Linked DNA regions of Sus scrofa: region 2 is linked to region 1. The links are chromatin contacts, called in public HiChIP or PLAC-seq maps. All regions are on one chromosome and are shown on one strand. Each heading gives the region's core, a stretch centred on a gene start, on an enhancer-like site or on the middle of the called end of the contact. The rest is flanking DNA. Distances are from core to core; before and after follow the strand shown. Region 1 overlaps KDSR (3-ketodihydrosphingosine reductase). Region 2 has its middle 17 kb from the start of ZCCHC2.

What was found. HiChIP or PLAC-seq counts read pairs in DNA pulled down with a chosen protein or histone mark.
Region 2: an H3K27ac HiChIP or PLAC-seq map of alveolar macrophages shows a contact between it and region 1. The contact joins two enhancer-like sites. A contact is called at or near these places in 2 of 2 datasets of contacts at active chromatin or transcription factors (alveolar macrophages and skeletal muscle).

Annotation. Positions count from the first base shown.
Region 1 is chr1:158,313,334-158,316,196 of Sscrofa11.1, forward strand. KDSR (3-ketodihydrosphingosine reductase) reads left to right here. Exons shown (of 10, transcript XM_001925913.6): 7 at 2,679-2,762. Among named protein-coding and RNA genes, the nearest start is that of BCL2, 23 kb to the right of the region's middle. Within about 2 kb of position 1,453, at least 34 of the 83 cell types and tissues checked have an H3K27ac peak or open chromatin away from gene starts, as enhancers often do. A contact at or near this core is called in alveolar macrophages and skeletal muscle, where this site is marked.
Region 2 is chr1:159,037,542-159,040,521 of Sscrofa11.1, forward strand. No RefSeq gene overlaps it. Among named protein-coding and RNA genes, the nearest start is that of ZCCHC2, 17 kb to the left of the region's middle. Within about 2 kb of position 1,335, at least 19 of the 83 cell types and tissues checked have an H3K27ac peak or open chromatin away from gene starts, as enhancers often do. A contact at or near this core is called in alveolar macrophages and skeletal muscle, where this site is marked.

The DNA of each region.
Region 1 (2,863 bases), core at 203-2,702:
CACTGAGCTGTGACAGGAACTCCTGTCTTCCTTTTTCGTACTCAGTCTTTTGGGTACAAATACATCATCTAAAGATTTTAAAAGTTGATCTTTGTGGAAAGCAGCACCCTGCAAAGCAGGGTATAGCCAAAAATGTGGTAGCAGAGACCAAGTCACAGAAAGCTAGGTGTCTGCCCTTTCTGCTTCTCTTGTCCTGGTCATGCCGTCCTCCATCTTTTTCCCACCATGGACCAGAGTAAGTTGAAGTTTAAATTCTGGAGCCTCATCAACAGCTCTAATCCTTTCTCCAGCCCTCACGCATTTGCTTTAGTGGAAGGAGGAGCAACACGCCTTAGGTGAGATTATTTCGGTAATAAATCAGTTCTTGAGCAAGTAGGTGTCTTTCTAATTGAGAATGAGGCCAGGTTGAAGGGAGAAAATGATAACAGGGTTGGGACTAGGGTGGAGGAGGGGGAGAGAGAATGGTCAGTCAACAGGGACAAGGAGACGCAGACGGTGGCTGAGTAAACGGGGGGGAATCAGTGAAGTCCTGGCTTATAAATTCTCAGCAGAAGTGGTCTCTGGGAGTCAGCACTGTCTTATCAGGAACAAGGGACGCTAGACTAGCCTTATTTCTGTTTCTACTGGGATTATGAGATTAGTTGATTAAAGGGAAAGTATAGATGTAGTTTAGTGTATTTTGATTTTAGCAAATTATTTGACCAGGGGTTTCTGGAAGCTATAAGCTCATGAGGGCATCGCAATAATTCAGTAAGTGTTTGTTTCATAAATAAATAGTGCTTAGGTTACCAGCCACTGGAGATGTCCAACCATAGGTGGAGAGAGTCATTTGGCTCCGTGATTGTAGAGAGGATACCAGCGCCCAGAAAGGGGGTGAACTGGTTTCTTCCAAGCCGGACAGTCTGTACCCACACTGGGAAAAAGCTGTTCTGAAAAGCCGTTTTAACCATTGGGAAGCTCAGCCACAGCCTTGCATTTGAGAAACACTGCTTTGACATCCTGTCTTACCTTAGCTCATGTAACATGATCCTGGCTTATTTCAAGGCAGGGGGCAGCACAGCAGTGACCCCGCCTGAGCAGTCAGCGTCAGGCTTTGGGTGTGCTGTCTAACGACTTCTTATTGGCTTCATTTTGGTGGTGTTTTTCTCTGGCTTGTGCACAGTAAAGGGCAAGGCCGTGGGAGACAGTTTCTGAAGTCATTATCTCAAAAACAAGTGGAAGAGAAATTGCTTGCTCATCAGCCTCACTGCCTGGCCCCAATCCAGAGCTATTTATGAGCACGGCTGGACCTTGATGCTGCCTGCCCTGGCGATGCTGAGTGAATGAGCTCTCACGCCCTGGGTGCACTGGAACTGAACCAGCAAGGCCATCATCCTCCGCTATTGCACTTTCCAGACTGACTGGCCTGGAGCTTCTGCCTGCAGCTCCTCCCACAGCCTTCAGACTGCTTCACAGAAGGAAATAGGAAGAAAAAAAAAATGCTAAATTTAAGACAGTACTCTGGGGTACTCTCAGAGGTTGTTGCAAGAGGAAGCATGACAACATTGTCACTTGTGAGCCACCTTAAGTCATGCAGTAGCCTCCCTTACTACCAGCTGCCTGTCCACTGCCAACTCCCTAAGTTGCTTTCATGGCTAAACAATGAGCCGGTAGCAAAAAAAACATCATGGCAGAGATTTTGGTAGTTTCAATCACCACCTTTAGCGTCTCTAAGCATTAGGGCAAGATGGTAGCATGGAGCAGGGTGGGGGGCAGTAGGAGAGGTGTGTCCTGGCTAACCAGCAGGAGGATCTTCTGGAATTGTTGGTGTCTGTGTATCGGTGGCAAAGTGAGGAGGCCTAGCAGTGAAGTAAACAAGACTCAGCACCTGTTCCAGGTAGAGCTGGGGGGCTGTGAAAGGGAACCAGGAAGAGGTTTCCACATATAAACATGGACTGAGGTTGTCTGCAGGGGAGGTTGTCCTGGTCTGACTTGGGAGGGCAGGGGTGTCCACCCAGGGGAGCGTCCCGTTTGCGGGTGCTGGGGTGGAGGAGGTGACCCCTGACCCACTCCTGGGCAGGGGCTGGTGGCATTGGGAGTTCCTGGCCAAGCGGGCTTCTCGCGGGATAGATATGATTCCAGACTTGGGTCTCAGATGGCACAGGAAGGACACAGGGAGGGGACCTGGGTGATCTCAACAGATTTTTTAGAGGAACTTACCATACCAAGAGCTTGAGAAGCAGCTGTGAAGGAAAACAGGCTTGCAGTCAGCTGGTGGAGGAGCAGACCTGTCCCATGGCTGTGACCGCAGCTCCCGAATGGCGTGCAGTGGGGGGGGGACAGGTGCATTTCCTTTTAGCACCATCTGCTCTCCGCATGGCAGCTCCCGAGCCCCTGGTTGTCAGGAGGGGTAGAAACTTAAAAGGAGGTGAGTCCATAGCTCAGGGCCAGCTGTTTCCTGGAGTAGAGGGTAGGGGAGCGGTTCGCCTTTATTTCTAAACCGTCTTCAGGGACAGGAGTTTCCTGACTCCGTTGGTGGTAGTTCTTCTCTTACAGACTCACCCTGTTGGTCTCGCCACCCTCTGAGAAAATCAGGTCTGTATTTCAAATGTCTGCCTAGAGCCCGTGCAGGCTGGCAAGGGAGGACGTGAAATTGTATCTCGTTGACTGAGGGGGCAACTGTTGTCTCTCCAATGCAGGTGAAGCCATATAATGTTTATGTCACAGTGGCCTACCCTCCAGACACAGACACCCCTGGGTTTGCCGAAGAAAACAAAACCAAGGCGAGTATACCTCTCTGTGCCCTGTTTCCAGTCTGTATCAATAGGAAATCCCCTTTCCTCTTTTCTGTCATCCCACCCTTCAGTCAGAAAATTGAGTTCCT
Region 2 (2,980 bases), core at 85-2,584, 720 kb after region 1:
TTTTACATGCAGCATGGTCAAAACAATATGCAAAAATATGACTAAGAAAAAATAAATGGAGAATACCCGAAAATGTTAAGAGGAGTTATCTTTTAACAACAAAATTGCAGTTTGAATTTTTTTTCTCTTTCTACTTTTTCTGTCTTCCAAATTGTCAAAATGGAGCATATATTAATTCTGGAAAGGAAAACAAGGTACTTTCAAATGTGGGGGTATCAAGGATTTAAGTTTCAAACGAATTTTTTAGAGTCGAAATATCTTAGTGATTTAGTGCCTGAAGTATGTGTGGCTGCCTAAATAGAAAGTTCAGTCTTTCTTTTTCCCTAAGTGCCATCAAGTCTGAAGAGTGTTCTAACCACGTGGTCACTATTTTGAGTCCTTTCCTCAAACTTTCCAGTTCATGTTGTCCATGGAGTCCTTGGGCTGTTTGGATTCAATAGATTTGAGACTAAGCTGTGAATATGGATACACACAGTCTCCTTTTCTCCACTTTACAGCCAGAATCCCTGCAAGTTCATGAAGTTTTCCATCAGTCCTTTTTCTGGCAGAGGCAGAAATCATGGATGTAATTCACTCATGATAGGCTGATCAGAATGTCAGAGATTCTTAGTGGCCTTTTAATATCAAGGAATGTACAGATGGGGTAAGTTAAGCCATGGATACATAGCTACCAAAGCAACTACTGGGCAAATTTATGGTACTAATAAAATAGATACATTTTGCTTAAAGCTAGAACAAATATGCATGGAACTAAGCTTTAAATCTGTTTAAACATCTTGTTTAGGAATATCTGCCATAGAATTAATGGGGTTCATCTTAATCAGGTTCCAGGGCACAAAGGAACAATTATAATAAACAGGATCGGATAATACCACTACAAAGGGAAAGAGAATATCCTGAGAACAGAACTGAAACTTAAATGATAGAAAATGAAATGAAACTAATGAAACTGAAACTTAGCCAGCAAAGCTTATTAAAAAGAAGAAAAAAAGTCCTGATCTGAACAGAGTCCTAGAAATCACTAAGCTGTGAATATGGACAACTTATACATGAGCCAGTATTAACAAAATTAAAAAAAAAATACCTTAAGTTTTCCAAGTTACACTGAGATTCAAAGTGAAACATGAATCAGCCGTGTGACCTTGCTCACGTCACTTAACCTCTCTAAGTCTCAGTTTATTCATCTGTGAAAATAGAGAATAATGGTGCCAGATTCAATGTAGACTCTTAGGGTTTAAAGGGGACTTAGAAATCACCAGGCCTGACCTCCTCCATTGGTCCAGAGCCTCAGTCTTGCCATGCTTCCTGCCAGTCACCTCACATTCAGAGCCCACACCTCTTGTTCCAACAGTGAGCTCTGGAGGCAGCCAAGGTGGCTGCTGGACCTGCTGAAGGCTCAGGCAAACTGTGCCAAGCAATGTGAGGGAGGGGGTGAGAAGGACAAGGCTGGGACGGCATGAAACTGATCTGGCTTCAGAGGATGGCTCTGTGGGGACAGCTGAGTTGTCTGAGGCAGCTTGGACAGGATATAGGCATTCATGGTTGTCAGACAGGGAGTCTGTATAGTGCTATAAGGTGATGAGGGAGTCAGGAACAGGAGAGGGGTGGGGTACCCCAGAGTGCATGACCTGTGCTCAGACATGAAGAGCCTGCTTGTTGGATGCTCTGCTATACCCGTCTTGAAATTCTTTTTTTTTTTTTTTTTCTTTTTTGGCCACGCCTGTACCATGCGTAAGTTCCCAGACCAGGGGTCAAACCTGTGCCAAAGCAGTGACAATGCCAGATCCTTAATCTGCTGAGCTACCAGGGAACACCCTCCACATCTTGAAATTCTTAATCTTTTCACAGAGGGCCTGGCAATTTCACTTTGTACTGGGCTCCACAAATTATTGAGCCAGTCCTGATACAACATGCAAGACTTGGGTGGCAGAGGTCAGGGGGAAGATGAAGAGGGGAGACACAGAGAGACCAGGGAGGGCCCTGGTATGTGTGTGACTCTTTCTTAAGCTCCTGTTAACAGTAGGACAAGCCTGCACTGTACTTCCTGCGCCCTGAGGATGCGCTAAGCACCTGAAGGACCAACCTGAGGGTGTGGGGCTCATTCCCACAGAGGCAGCTCCACAGAAGTATCTGAAAAAGGGGTGGGGACAGAGGGAGGGGGAGGGGCTGGTTGTTGTCATCTTTTCCCTTGATTTTGTTGAAGTGAAATTCACATAACATAAAAGTAACCATTTTAAAGTATAGAGTTCAGTGGCATTTAGTACATTTACCATGTGTGCAGCCATCACCTTTGTCTAGTTCCAAAACCTCTGTCTAGTTTCATCACCTCAAAAAGAAACTCTGTACTCATGAAGCCATCATTCCCTATTCCTCCCTTTCCTCATCCCTTGGCAGCCACTATGGCTATGGTTTTACCTATTCTGGACAAAGTATATATGTGTAAGCATATACTATGTGACCTTTTGTGTCTGGCTTCTTTCACTTAGCATAATGTTTTGGAAGTTTATCCACATTGTAGGATGCAGAATGAGTATGCAGTGTAGTATTAGGGCTCAGTTATATACCATTGTATGGATACACCACATTTTGTTTATGTATTCATCCACTGAGGGATATGTGGGTTTTTTTCCACCATTTGGCTATTGTGAATAGATCTGTAATGAACATTCATGTACACATATTTCTTGGAGTACCTATTTTCAGTTCTAGGATACTGGATCATATGGGAATTCTATGATTAACTTTTTGAGGAACTGCCAAACTGTTTTCCACAGTGGCTGCACCATTTTACATTCCCACCAGCAAAGAATGAAGGTTCCAGTTTCTCTACATCTTTGCCAGCACTTGTCATTTTTCTTTTTTTCTTTTTTTGTCTTTTAGGGCCACATGTGGGGCACATGGAGGTTCCCAGGCTAGGGGTTCAATCAGAGCTGTAGCTGCCAGCCTATACCATAGCCACGGCAACTCAGGGTGTGAGCCT